3 separate regions of the Mus musculus genome follow, and regions 2 and 3 are each linked to region 1. The links are chromatin contacts, called in public HiChIP or PLAC-seq and promoter capture Hi-C maps. All regions are on one chromosome and are shown on one strand. The core of a region is the stretch at or near the end of the contact, and the rest is flanking DNA. Distances in the headings are between cores, read along the strand shown. Region 1 holds the start of Wee1 (WEE 1 homolog 1 (S. pombe)). Region 2 holds the start of Tmem9b (TMEM9 domain family, member B). Region 3 overlaps Sbf2 (SET binding factor 2).

Region 1 (4,716 bases), core at 580-3,079:
ATGGAAATCAATAGATTCCCTTTAAAAGGCTTATGTCGAGGGGCATGGTAGGGCGCCTTTAGTTCCAGCACTCGGGAGGCAGAGACAGGAGGATCTCTGAGTTCCTAGTTCCTACAAAGTAGGTTCCAGAACAGCCAAGGTTACACAGAGAAACGTTCTCTCAAAAAAGGGGGGCTTATTTCCCGTGTTAAACTTACAGGTACCATGCCTGTCTTTATTTTGGAAATTGTCTACTCTTAATGTTTTTGTGACTTCTCAAGTATTACCATGACAGTATGCATATTCACCGGCTATTCCAAACGGGTTCTGAACACACTCTGCTTTAAGACACATTAGTTTTGACACACAGACCAACAAAACGGCAGGGGAAACTCCAGAATAAACACAAAGCTTCCGTAATACTAAATCCCGAAAGACAATCAAAAGCAACCTGGAATATCCATGAGTTCACGACGGTAAACACAGAGACTCAAAAGGACGCGCAGAATCTCTAATGCCATATCACATGGAACCACAAGTCCAGGGGGTTGGAACAAACCCTTTAATAAACCTAACTCCTTCCATCCGTGCCCCCCAAATTACAGGCCCGGACACCGGATTTAACAGGCACCATATGGCTCGGAGTGTCAGGTGGCCAGCAGCAATCCGGCACCCTGGCACACCGGACCACCGAGACCCAATACTCAACCACCTGGACAGCGGGGACCAGGCCCTTTGTAAAGTGGAGTAGTTACAGACCAGGCCCATTGTTCAGTTACATAATCTTAACCGACAACTTCTAGGCAGAGCCAAAAAGGGGGGCTGCCAACTTTTTTTTTTTTTTTGAGTGGCGGCGCAGGACAGCGAGCGGGGTGCGGCGGGGCGGTTATGTAACCGAACCCGGGCAGTGGCGCGCAGGGCTGCAGCGCCGCGGCCTTTTTTTTTAAAGGCCCTGGAGCCGGCTCCTCCGCCCCCTCCATTACCTTGGGAGTGTGCGGCGTGTCGAACAGGCGCAGCTTGCGGAAGGTCTTGTGCGGAGGGGTGCTCGGGTAGTCGGGCTGCGGCGAGCAGGGGTCGTCCATGGCTCGCGGAGCCCCGCAACCCTGCGGGGAGGCATCCCCTGGGCCGCCGCAGCGCACTGGCGAGAACGGGCTGCTCAGAAAGTAGGCGGTCGAAGGTGATTTGACGGGCGACGAGGAGCCGAAACCCTCCTCCTCCCAAGAGTCGCCCTCGGCGCCTCCACCCGCCGCTTGCGCGCCTCCGCCGCCGCCCTGCAGCAGCAAGTCGTCCTCCAGCTCTCCCGGGCTGCTGGGCTCCGCGCCGGGCGAGCGACGGCGGCGCTCGGCCTCGGCCTCGGCAGGGCTGCGTGCAGAAGGCAGGGGCGAATCCGGTTCCTGGAAGGCCGAGTCCTCCCCCGTACTGTGGCCGCTGCCTTCCTCCTCCTCCTCCTCCTCTTCCTCACAGTCGCTGCCCGGCGAGAAGATGAGCTTCTGCCGCAGACTGTAAGCGGCTCCTACGCGGCGGGTGGGCGGCGGCTGCTGTCGGCTCAGGAAGCTCATTTCCCGGCTGCAGTCACGGCGGAGCACGGGAGAACACAGGACCGGCGAGCAGAGGCCGGCGGCGTCCAGGTCGCGGCTGGCACAGGGGGCGGGTCCGCCACGTGCGATCGGGCGCGCCGGGCTGAGGCTGCAGCGGGCCTGCGCGGCGGCAACTCCGAGGCCCGTCAAGCTCACGACGGGGCGACGGCGACGGCTGCGGCGCGGGATGTCCAGCGGAGACTGGCCGGTCCAGTGCTGGCGAAAGGCTCCGCAAGTTCGTCCGCAAGTTCGGGTTCCGCGGCTTCCCGCGACCGTTAACCACGTGAGGGCCCAGCCCACCAATCCCCGCCCAGCCCCGGTTTGAAAAAACAGGGAGGGCGCGACGTAGCCCACGGGGGAGGAACCAGCTACGCGATTTTGGCGGGAACTCGCTGACTCCGCCCCACAGCCTAGGCGCGCCGCCAGTCGTGGGCGGGTCGCGGCATCCCGGGCCAATGAGTGGGCCTGGATTGCACAGAACCCCACCCAGAGTCTATGTTTAGAGGACCGGAGCCTGCCGGGAGCCGCCCTGCGAGGAGGGGCGAGAGGACGGCGGCTACTGCCCAGTGCTGGCCTTGGGTCGGCCTCCCTGTCTCCGGGTTCAGAAGCATCCGGACACCGTGCAGCCTTTGGGGACGCCTAGAAGCCTGGTCCAACCCCAGGTTCTGAGGCCCGACCCCTGGGGCGTTCTGGGCGTGGCTGTGTCCAGTCACGTTCTATAGTCGCGGTCCGAGCCGGAAACAGTGACCGAGCTCTGGACCTTGCCCAGCGCGAAACTCAGATAATGAGCTGCAGGACTAGGACACAGAGGTGGCCTCTCACACAGTCTTGTGTCCCTCACAGCCAGACTTATCCGTGATAATTGGTCCTGCCACAAGCCCGAATGCCTGACCTGCAACCGTGGTGTTTATATTTGTTCGCTTACACGTGAGAGTGCGCTAGCCAAACTGATTGGTCCCGGGAGAGAAAAAAAACAAAACAAAACTGAAGTGTAACAGAGGTGAGTGCTGGCGCACACACCTGTGATTCAAACAGTCTGGAAGCTGAGGCAGGAGGACCAGAAGTTTAAAACCCCTTTGCTCTGTAGTGGTCCTGTCTCATAATTTCCAGGAAAAAATAAGTTTCCACAACCTTCTCAACCGTAACTTAAATCTGTTTACAACAAGTGTGTTCCTATTTTGTATGCTATGATCAATCATTTCTCCTTGTTACGGTTTTGTTTTTTTTTTTTTTAGCATTCTCTGCTGGAGTGGGAATTACTGAGGCCAGACTGTCATACAGAAAAGTAGGTTTCTTTTTCACTAGGAAATTAGAACCCACTTTTGGGGAACTGAGGCCATCAGTAGAAAGCTTGATGTTTTTTAATGTAGATTCACATTATCTGGATAATAGCCTATTATACTCTTCTGTTGTCATTTACTGTAGTTAGGAGTACTAATGTGTGTGTGAGCTTTTTTTAACACTTCAAAGGCTGAAAAGTCAAACTGATTTTTGTTTTTGAGACCTGCCTTTGCCGTGTAGCCCGATTATTTGAACCACCTCCAGAGTGCTGGGATTATAGACCTGTGCACCTGCCAGGCCAGGCTGATGGACTGATCTTTGGTTTGGTTTGGTTTGGTTTTGTCTTGTTTTGTTTTCAAGATAAGAAAACTGTGTAGCCCTAGCTGACCACTAACTCACAGGGATCCATTTGACTTGGGAGTTCTGACATTGCTGTTAGATGGGTTGATCAGGGTGACCTGAAAGTAAGATTGAGCTCAACAGAAGCAAATTGCCCTTTACTTAGAACAACGCAGGCCAGTGAGTTTGGCAGTTTCAAAGAGAACTTCTAGAGTGGAAGTTTCCATATGCAGATCTGTTCCACTTAATAGTATCTCAAAAGCATAAATACAAAGGAGGTTGTTATAGTGATCTTCTTGTGGGCAACTTTTATCAGCTTGTCAATGTCAACTCTTCTGAGATTCTCAGTTCATCTGAGGTTTTGGTTTTTTTTTTTTTTTTAAGCCCTCCAATTACAAGTATGAGTCACAGGTCCAGCTTCCAAGCTAAAATTTAAAATTATTATTATTGCCAGGCTGGGCGGCACTTAATCCCAGCACTCAGGAGTAGAGGCAAGCAGAAACTACCATCCAGCTGAAACTACCAAGTAAGACCCTATTTCAAGAATAAATGATGATTATTAGTGTTTGTGTACATGCTACTATGTAAGTGTGCTGTAGTATGTCTGTGAAGGACATTAACCTTTACTTGAATTGTAGTAGTCAAACTCAGGCTTGCAAAGGCCTTCACTCTGAGCCATCTGTCAGCTCTGCCAAGCTGAATTTTTAATAAAAGCCCATTTTAGTACCTAAGAACATGGCATGAAGGATCCTGAGATCCTACTTGGTGCTTCGAAGTAACCACAGCTGTCTAAATGTGTCTTTTCGTACGCTAACCCAAACTGTAATTATGTTGAGCTGGTTGTTCTCGCTGTGATTGTAGGTCTCTATCAGTGGAGATTCAGGATTCCAAGGTGCATCACACCTGGCTCACACACTTACTTGCCTTTAATTCTGTGTAGGATAAGAACTTTACACCTGATGGCGGTGAGAGCCCTGGAGGGGATATCTGTCACCTCCTCTTCACACCTCCCCTTCTCCACACTTTTTTATGGACAGTTGACATTTTCTTAATTTTACAGGACATATAAATAAAAGTAAGTTTAGAAAACTGCCTTTAATTTATCTGTAATATGATCTATATCTTAAATTGTGCTTTTTAGGTGAAGGGGAACATTAAAACCCCTTACATACCTGTCCCAAATTCAATAGATGTTTCTGAGCCTCTCCTATGTAAGAATTCTGTTTACAGCCAGCAAGATGGCTCAGTTGGTAAAAAGCACAAAAGCACCTGCCACCAAGCCTGATAACCCGAGTTTAATCCCCAGGACCCACATGCTGAGAGGAGAGAACCAACTCCTACAAGTTGTCCTTTGACTTCCACACATGCACACAGTGTAATATTCTCTCTCTCTCTCTCTCTCTCTCTCTCTCTCTCTCTCTCTTTCATACACACACACACACACACACACACACCGGTAATAACCAGCTTTGAATACATGTAATAATCAAAGCTCTGCGGCTGTGCAAGCTCACACCCAGGCCCAAGGCTCTGCTTTAGT
Region 2 (4,716 bases), core at 1,343-3,842, 370 kb after region 1:
GTCAGCTGTTTTATCTCAGTGCGGCCTGGAATGGTGAAGGTGTTTGCTACCAGAGACGCCTGAACTTTAGAGTTGCTAAAATGGATCAGTTTCTTGGTTTTTAAACATGTTCACCTCTTCATTATCAGTTGCTAACTTCTTTAAGGAGAACTGCAGTTTTTATCATCGGCTGTGGCTGTCCTATGAACCACCTTCTTTCTGTGGGAGGTGCCTTTCCCAACAATGCAAACATGTGCCTGCAGATTGGCAAGTTTTTCCTGGTTCATGATTGTTTCATCTTGTTAGTGAAAATGGGGCTGTGTGGGAGGACTAGGGTTCGTGCTCAGGGGGTCCCAGGCAGACAAGCTGAGAGAAAGGACACACATGGAGACATGATCCAATACATTCAAAATATTTAAATTTTAACCACTATTTCAATTTTTAATTTTGCGTGTATGAGTGTTTCGAAAAATGTACACATGTGTACCATATGTGTCAGTGCCACTGGGAAACAGAAGAGCGGACCCAATCCCCTGGAACCAGAGTTACAGAAGGTTGTAAGCTGCCACGTGGATGGTGCAAACCAAACTTCAATCTTCTGCGAGAGCAGCAAGGGCTCACAACTGCTGAGTCAGCTCTGCAGCCCCAACTTTAATCAGTATTTTAAAATAAAAAGATTTTGTTTACCTTGTATTGACCTCGAAATACAGCATACAACACTCGATTTAGATTCCTCGCAATCAAATATTTGATTGCCACATGTAGCTCTAAAGCTCTGCCCATACTGAGTGTTATGTGGTCTTCTTCATTAAACAGATGAGGTGGGCCTGACTTGGTGGCCCATACCTGTAGTCAGTTATTAGGGAGCCTGAGGGAGGGGAATCTCTTGAGCCCACTAGTTTGAGACAGCATGGACAAAGAGAAGAAAATAACTGAAAATAACCCACCAGCCTGAGGCATTGCTGCAGTCCTTTATCTCTGTACCCCCCCCCCATCAAATCTCTGAAAAGAATTCTTTTTCTTTGTTTCTCCTTCTTCGTTTTCTTTCTTCCTCCTCCTCCTCCTCTTCCTCCTTCCTCATTTTCCTTCTCCTCCTCTTTCTCTTTCTCCTCCTTTTTGTGACACAGGGTCTCTCCATGTAGCCTGTCCTGGAACTCACTTTGTAGACCAGACTGGCCTTGTCTCAGAGATCTGCCTGCCTCTGGGATCAAAGGCATCCAACGAGCATTGGCTCTGAAAAGAATTTTGAAGGAGGGTTCCTATGCTTTATCTGAAGGACATGTCAGACATACAGCTCTAAACTGATCCAAACTGGCTACTAAGTCAGCTTTTAGCAATCAGATCTAAATACCTCACCAACAAATTTTATCCTGACAGCCCTGCGATTAGTAGGACACCCCTTAGAAGGACAATTATCCCCACTGTGACAGGATGATCTACAATACCTCACCAACAAATTTTATCCTGACAGCCCTGCGATTAGTAGGACACCCCTTAGAAGGACAATTATTCCCACTGTGACAGGATTGTCACAAGAACTGGTGCGAAAGCATCTAGTCCTTTGGGCTAGTTGCCATTTAGGACTAAAAAAGGGCTAAATACATTTAATGCAATAGCACTTTGTGTTAGATTCTAGTCTAGTATCGACAAGAATCACATAGCAGAAAAACGCTGCGAAATTTCTACCTGTAAATTAAGAAAGACATTTCCACCAACCAGGAAAGGACCACTTGAAGGGGCGGGGTGGGGGTGTCTTATAAGTAAAAATTGAAAATCATAAAACTTAATCCCCTTTTATTGAAAGGAAGTGATTTTCCCTTATGACATTCAGCAAATCCCTAAGGGCTGTGATGAGCACGCTGCATCCCTTTCTCTACCCCCAGAGTCTCTACTAAGTGGAAAAAATATTTTAATGAGCAGCTCTATGTTCTCTCCAGGGTGCTCCTGAAGTATCTACAGAAAAAGACACCCCATGGAGTAGGGTCTGCGCTCCCAGAACTGACTGAGAGGTCAACTGTTTTAAATAGGCACTGCCTCACAGGAGCTTGGCTCCTGGATTCTCCACCTCCAGGAGTCCTGGGCGGGGGATGCTCCAGGGGCGTCCGCATCTTGCAAAGCCTGACTTGAGCCAGCCCAGATTCGCCGCCGTGGCCCACTTCCCAGTCCTAGACTGGACCAAGGCTGTCAGCCCCTAGTGGAAGCCACACCCGCGTGGACAGCTCACAGTTACTGTTGGGAGCCGGGCAGGAGTCTGTGTCCTGGAGGCGCACGGACCGCAGGTTCGTACTGAAGCCCCGGTGCGGAGCCTCGAGCCTCCATCGCCGGGTGGGCTTCCGATCTAAGGACGCTCGGGCTCTTCTGGTCAGGTCTCCTGAACAGCACCCTCTCGGCCTTCGCAGTTCCCGGGGATGGGGTTCACCCGGCCTGCGGGACTAGATCCGCATGGCCTGCTCCCTTGGGGTGCAGGATTCGCCAGCTCTGGCCGGGGAAGACCCCCAGCCTTTAGTGCACCCCCGGGGCCGCGACCGTGGCGGGCCTTGTGCACCCGGAACCGTTTCCGGGGCGGAGGCTTTCTCGCAGCTGACCCGGCGCGGACGGTGACGCGCAGGCCCAGGCGGAAGTGCGGGCGGAGGATCCCGAGCCGGATCCCGAGCCGGGCGCGGGGCTCGGGGCTCGCAGGAGCGGCTGGCTCCCGCGATGGCGAGCCTATGGTGCGGAAACCTGCTGCGGCTGGGCTCGGGGCTCAGCATGTCCTGCCTGGCGCTGTCGGTGCTGCTGCTCGCGCAGCTGACAGGCGCCGCCAAGGTGAGTCCCGCCCCGCCCGGCTCCTGACAGGAGCTCCGCCCCTGCCTCTGGCCTGGCAGAAACTGGGGCTGACCACTTGCTCCCCACTCTCCGGTCTCCCAATCCGACAGCCAAATCCCCCCGACCCCGCTTCACAGCCCGGGCTGGCCCTCTCTAGAGCATCCTAAGCCTTAGCCCCAAACAGTGCCAGAGCGGGGTCTATAACCCTCTGCCTCTTGACATTTCCCTTCCCAGCCCCGACGGGACACACCCGGAACTTTCCAGCCCTGGGAGCTTTGAACTTTCCACCCTTAAACTTGGGCAGCTCTCAGCCCCCAATCCAAACGGTGGGAAACCCTCATCTCCCTGAAATCTTCTCTAGTAGGGACTAGCTCCCCTCACCCTCATCTCCCCGAAGTCTTCCCTACTAGGGACTAGCTCCTCTCAACTCATTGATAAGCAGATTCCCTTGCCATGGTGGGGGCTCGAATCTCATGGCAACTACCCGTTCCCAGAAGGACCTGTAGGGCCACCCCACTAGCCTGATACTCTCACCAAGATCCCCTCCAGGAAAACACACACACACACACACACACACACACACACCCCTCTTCTGATAATTTACTAGCCTAGGAGAGAGGTGACAGGAAGTTGTGTCCTATTCCTCACTGTGTTTCTAAACCTTTTGGTCCCCATATATTTTCTGGTGACCCAGAGCTGTTCTGGCCCAAGAAAACATGTGCTTTCCTCCCAGTGGGCTAACTAATTTTGGGGCAAAATAGAAAGACTCCACGGTGTAGTGGGAAATAGTGACACTGCATTTTTAAAAAGTTTTATAATATTTTTAAATGTTATAAAGGGCTGGGAAAGATAGGTCACAGGTAGGCAGGTGTTTTTGAGCAATTTGGTTTTTTTTTTTTTTTCAGTCTTTCTGGTGTCATCAGAAATAGGGACAGCAAAAAGTTTCCCAACTTTTGAAATACTTCTAGTATGGACTCTCTGTATGGATGTCAAACATTACCATTTTATGTAGTGTATCATGATATAAACATCCGTCTCCCCTTGATAGGATTTGTCCCAGGAAACAGGAGCTGTGTCTTTTGCTTCTCTGAGTCCTCCTCATTGAGCACAGGCTCTGGCACAGTGGTTACTGATACATTTAGGACCTGTCAACAGCTCTGCCAGACATTTCATTGTACCTAGGAGTGGTGGATATGTCTCAGTGGGGACTAATGAGCCACAGCCTTCTCGAATAAACAACCCTTTGCTGAGAAAGCATCTCTTGGATTTATGCAGCATTTAATGCCTGCTTGCTTTGCCTCCTGAAACTCGTATTGCTAGGAGTTGCTTTTCTTGTCAACCATGGATTGCCAGACAAGTTTCCTGGGGGACAATGGGAAGATTCAAACTACTTTCCCTTTTGACTTCCCTTCTAGCACTGGCTGAGTGCCCCTCAATCTTCATCCTGTTTATAGCTCACTCAGCCCCTTTTATCCATGCCCAGTGCCTTTCTCCCAAAAGGAAAAAGTTAGAAAAGAAGAAATTAGAAGAATTCTGACTCTCCTCACCCTATTGTGTTACAGATTGAATTGGCCTTATGCATGCTAAGCGTATGTGTTAGCACTGAGCTAAACCCATCCCCAGCCTACACCTGTGACTTGCTTATAAATAATCTTTAATTCCCTTCTCCCCAATCCCTTCATATCCGAATATCTCTTTGTAGGCCCTATTGCCTGTCATGATATGCTTTTCTAGTGGCAGGTAGATGATAATAACACAATTGATTGTCATGCAATTCATAAATGAGTTTAATAAGGCACAGATAGTGTCTTACAGATTTTAGGAACTTGTATCTCTCAAACCTAAATCTTTATAATGGTTTTAGAATATCTGACAGGGATACTTAGCAAAATGTACATGTGTAGATTTAAAAAAAATATTGACGATAAACTA
Region 3 (4,716 bases), core at 692-3,191, 310 kb before region 1:
TCCACAGTTCACTTGTTTTGAATTTGCCTTCATTCTCTTAATATAGTTTATTTCAGGTTCATCCATGGTCACATAGAGATGGAGATGGCACCTCTCACTAGTGAGCAGCATCCCACTTGCATAGATTGCCTAAGTTTTATTTCTCTGACTTGCTGAATAACAGTTTTGGCAATAATGAATATCCTAGACATTTATACAGGCACTTACATGAATGCAAACTTTATTTCTCTTAGATAAATCCTTAGGACTCAGATACCAGGGTATATGGTAGCACAACATTTAACATTATTAAAACCTGCTGATTGTTTTCTTATGTGTCTGTATTATTTTGTATTCCCACCTGTAGTGTATGAGAGTTCCATTTGCTGTCTGTCTGAAACAACACTCAGGATCTTAACTTATTTTTTGCTTCTTTGTTTTTCTTGCACTCGTTCTCAAAAGTGTGCAGTACTTTTGTAAAATAGTCTTTGTGACTATTTTAATTTCAGCAGGCAAGTGAATGTATATAATGTTATATAACCATTATATGCAAATGCTGCCTTAATATAATTAGGTAATAGTAGAGACTCTTTCTCTGGAGTCATTAAAGTATTGATTCTCCAAACACTAAACCTTCCCTACTCTACTTAGAGACACTATCATATTGGGCAATATCAAAAAACACTTTTCGTTATCACAGCTAGACTGTGATGTTTCCAAATATTTCACAGTGCGTGAAAACACCCACATCTGCCCTAAACAAGGAAGTGTCAAGTTTAAAATGCTAGTAGTATCAAAATGAATAAGCACATCCAATGAAAAGTGACACAGTTCAGCACATCCAATGAAAAGTGACACAGTTCAGCACATCCAATGAAAAGTGACACAGTTCAGCACATCCAATGAAAAGTGACACAGTTCAGCACATTAGCTGGGAAAAGCCTCCACACAAATGCGTTAATGTTAGGAGACCATGATGCATCTCAGTGGCCACTAAAAGGTTAATAAAGTTAGAAAATTGAAACTGTCGCATTCCATCAGTGTCATCTACTGTCAGGCAGCTCAAGAGTGATTTACATAAGTGATAATAATGTCTTCAACTACATTTGGGGAGATTTGTGTTATTCTTCAGAGTACTAGGTATGAGTGGTGGATATTGAAACAATTTTAAATATCCCAACTAATCTAGAATATTTAGTAACCTCTAACAAAGAATATTTATTGTTTCATTGTTATTGTTAGTGTGGCTATGGCCTACTTTAGATTTCCAGTAAGTCTGAAGATTTTTGTTTTCCTTTATTTGACATGTGTGTTTGACATGTGTGTCTGACCTTCTCTTCTATAAATCCTGAGCATACCCTCATTTAGTCTGACAAAGAAAGAAAAAAATTGATGTTTCCTGACCACATGGTATATAAGTTGGTAATTTTTTTAAATCTGAGAAAAGCAGTGAGCCTCTCCGTGTGTGAGTTACAGCAGGATTACAGAGACCACCCCTGGAAAAGCAGCATCAAACCTTAAAATTTACTCCCAGTGAAAGGACTGAACTTAGCCAGACTTTCTTAGCTGTTCATTCTGGTGGACTTGCACAAAATTGTTTCTGTGTCACTGTGTTCAGTTGTCTGAGTCTTTGGTTATTACTTTATATTTAAATTTACATTTCTCTGAACTCAAGTAAAAATGTGTTTGTTGGCTTGGACTGTTAGAAAGTAACAGATTTCCTTGTTTTAGACATAAAACTGGATTACAATTTTTAATGAAATCAGGACCCTAAGGAACCAGTCGAAACCAGTGATAGTGAGAAGTCAGAGTAGATATGTCTAAGACCCTCGTGAATGCAGCAAGTCCTAGCTTGAGCTTCCTTTCCTTGCTGCTTGTTTCACACAAGTTCTACTGGCATGCGGCAGTTTCAGGTGAAACATACAGTCTTCTACACTTAACGTGCTGCCCATTAGAGGGCAGTAGTGCACAGACACAGCAGCTAGGAAACCAAATAGTAGATTTGCATCAGATAAGCACAGTGTGTCATAAATTAGCAAATCTATCTAAGGTCTACATTTTACTGTAGAATGTTTCTGCCACTACAGGTAGGCTCACCTTTGAACTTTTAACATGGGGTTTTCAAATGCTTATTATATAGATTTGGTTTACAGGTTTTCTGATTTGTTTATAAGAACACTGTTAATGCGCAATATCTTTTAAGAAGTGATGTATGTGTAAATGTGTTGCTTCTTTTACTACAAGTGCAATTGCTATTACTAACATATACATTGTCTGTATTGCAATGTTAGAAAGGAAAGGAGTGCATTTCATTTTAAGCGTATGGTATCATACAAAAAACATGTAATAGAGAACTTTTTAAAATAGATGTTATTTAGAGTTTTAGAAAATAGCCTTAGATTGATCCTGGCATGCGTATAGTGGTGATCGCAATCACAAGACGTCTGTGATAAGTTCTGTATTATCTATCGTCAGTACATATGAGGATGAGCGAGTCATCCTGTCCCAGATCACACCTACTGATGAAATGCTCAGGCTTGGATGTGAGCACCAAGCATGCTGAAACCAGAGAACATAAACTCAAGTACTTCAATGTACTCACTGGATCACCTAAATGTGCTGCTGAATTGTAATGCTACCTAGTTTTATCATGTTTTCATGTCTAATCTTGTTTCTGGGATGCCTATTCAGCTTGTCCATTTAATCCTTGTCCGTTTAGTCATAGGCTATAGAAGGTTGCATACATCTGAAACCTTGACGCAGCCGTTTTCTCTCCGTTAGTCTGTATAGTACTAGAAAAAAATACCTGAAACAATTAACTTACAAGGATGAAAGATTAATGTCGACTCTATGGTTCAGAGACTTTAAGGAAAAGCTGCTGAACCCTGATATCTTGGACTTGGTGACATGGCTCATTATGATGAGTGTGCATATTAGAAGAGGCTGTTCACCTCAATGTGGCTAAGAAACAGAGACAGGAAGGGGCCAATATCCCCATTCAGGGCACATACTTTGCAGTACAACTTCTTTCCACTGGGCCCTAACTCCTAAGGATTTTAGCATTCCCAATAGCACCAATGGCTGATGACGAAACCTAGCATATGGCTCACTGGGGGCCATGTAAGATCCAAGCTGCTATGTTCTTCTGGGCTCCCTTGACTTGTTATGGGTCTTTGTTTCACTGTAAGGATAAGCATGCCACATTACAGGTTTTGACTAGAAGTACTGCATGTAACCTTTATTTTCCTAAATGACCTTAGTCATTGCTAGAACAGCAGGTAATAGAGATGCTAAGAAGTTTCTACTTTAAATTTTTTTATGTTTTAGTTGTTAAAATGAGGAGGCCCTATATGGCCCAGTGGATAAAGCCATGTGAACCTGACATCCTGAGTTCAGATCCCCAGAGTTCATGTAATAACAAGACCCAGTAGTGTCCATGTCCATAATTTATTTCCGTGTACTCAGTGGAGAGGTGGAATGTAGAGATGGGAGAAATGCCAGAAGCTTGCAAGCAAGCTAGCCTAACCTACACAGTAGAGAACAAAAGAGCTTGTCTCAAACAAGATAGAAAGTGAGGACCAACACCCCAAGCTTTCCTCAGACCTTCACACACACTTGACACACATATGAACATATACATGTATACATATATAAAAAAATCCTAAAACCTTGTCATGGTGACTATTTACTTCATTTGAAATAAAGTACAAAGAAGGGTTTTTTAAATTGCTACAAAAATCAGTCTAAATAGAAATAATATTCTTTAGAGGATTTGAGATTCAAGGTCCATATGAATTATCTCTCCACTCTGGAAAAAGTATATCCACTGTATTTTAGAAAATTGATAATTAACATTTTGAGAATGTGGATAGAAGTCATACCTAATGATGAAAGCATCTTAAAGAAGTGAGTCCCAGGGACCACAGATGCTGATGTCTGTGTTCATTCCAGGCATAAACATAAGCTGATTATTTATCTTAGGTTAGTTATTTGTCTAGCATCTCATATGGAGCAGTGTATGAACCAAAATCTAGTGTTTTGACACTTCAAACAGTCTCATTTCCATTGTGTCCTGAGAAATGCTAACTGTATCCTCTGCCCTAATCCACCTTTTTTTTTTTTTCTGGATCTGAGCCATATAACCAGAAAAAATTTTGGGGGACAGTTCTAATAGATGGTGACAGTTGACCATTTTTAACTGACAAGAGCATGTTATAGGATACAAATGAGTTTAGTCTACACCATGAATAGCATAGGTTCAGTGGAAATAAGGAATTTTCTGGTGGCAGAAGGATAATAAATGCTAGAAGTGGTCTAAGAACAGTTGTAAAGCAGCCTTCCCTAGAGAACTTTATAGAATACATGAATTCCACTCTGCTCAGGATTTGAAATAGAATCCTCCTTAAACTGATGCTAGATAAAGTTTCACACAGGCCCTAAGAGTATTTAAAAATATTAGCTGATGGGGTTAGGGTATAGCTCAGCGGAAGCATATAGAAAGCCCTGCGTTCAATCTCCTACCCCAGAAACTTTCAATTAACTAAATTATTAGTTTGATGTATGTCAAACATATCATACTTGATAGATGCAGTGGAAAGTAGTTTAGTGCCTTCTGCATGCCTATCTTTTTCCTGCAATAGGTATAAGACAAATAAAACAAAAACAGCAAAAACACAAAATAAAACACTAACTTTTTAAAATGGGGCTGGAGAGATGGCCCAGAGGTTTAATTTTCAG

The links. Promoter capture Hi-C pulls out the DNA fragments that hold promoters and counts their contacts. HiChIP or PLAC-seq counts read pairs in DNA pulled down with a chosen protein or histone mark.
Region 2: a promoter capture Hi-C map of pre-B cells shows a contact between it and region 1, with 2.2 times the contacts expected there. The contact joins the promoter of Tmem9b here to the promoter of Wee1 in region 1. A contact is called at or near these places in 9 of 39 promoter capture datasets (the 3T3-L1 cell line, 3T3-L1-derived adipocytes, the C10 cell line and 6 more), 3 of 484 Hi-C or Micro-C datasets (CD4 T cells, CD8 T cells and the G1E-ER4 cell line) and 2 of 115 datasets of contacts at active chromatin or transcription factors (memory CD8 T cells and microglia).
Region 3: a contact with region 1 is called in an H3K4me3 HiChIP or PLAC-seq map of bone marrow-derived macrophages, with 2.8 times the contacts expected there. The contact joins the enhancer-like site here to the promoter of Wee1 in region 1. A contact is called at or near these places in 4 of 39 promoter capture datasets (the 3T3-L1 cell line, hippocampal neurons and pre-B cells), 4 of 115 datasets of contacts at active chromatin or transcription factors (the 230-238 cell line, astrocytes and bone marrow-derived macrophages) and 1 of 9 other capture datasets (liver).

Annotation. Positions count from the first base shown.
Region 1 is chr7:110,119,172-110,123,887 of GRCm38.p6, reverse strand. It overlaps Wee1 (WEE 1 homolog 1 (S. pombe)), which reads right to left and starts at 1,829. Exons shown (of 11, transcript NM_009516.3): 1 at 963-1,829. The coding sequence starts at 1,538.
Region 2 is chr7:109,750,139-109,754,854 of GRCm38.p6, reverse strand. It overlaps Tmem9b (TMEM9 domain family, member B), which reads left to right and starts at 2,592. Exons shown (of 5, transcript NM_020050.1): 1 at 2,592-2,784. The coding sequence starts at 2,677. It also overlaps the pseudogene 4930431P19Rik.
Region 3 is chr7:110,429,691-110,434,406 of GRCm38.p6, reverse strand. All of the region lies in intron 13 of Sbf2 (SET binding factor 2), which reads left to right. Among named protein-coding and RNA genes, the nearest start is that of Gm32861, 140 kb to the right of the region's middle. Within about 2 kb of position 1,941, at least 9 of the 459 cell types and tissues checked have an H3K27ac peak or open chromatin away from gene starts, as enhancers often do. A contact at or near this core is called in bone marrow-derived macrophages, where this site is marked.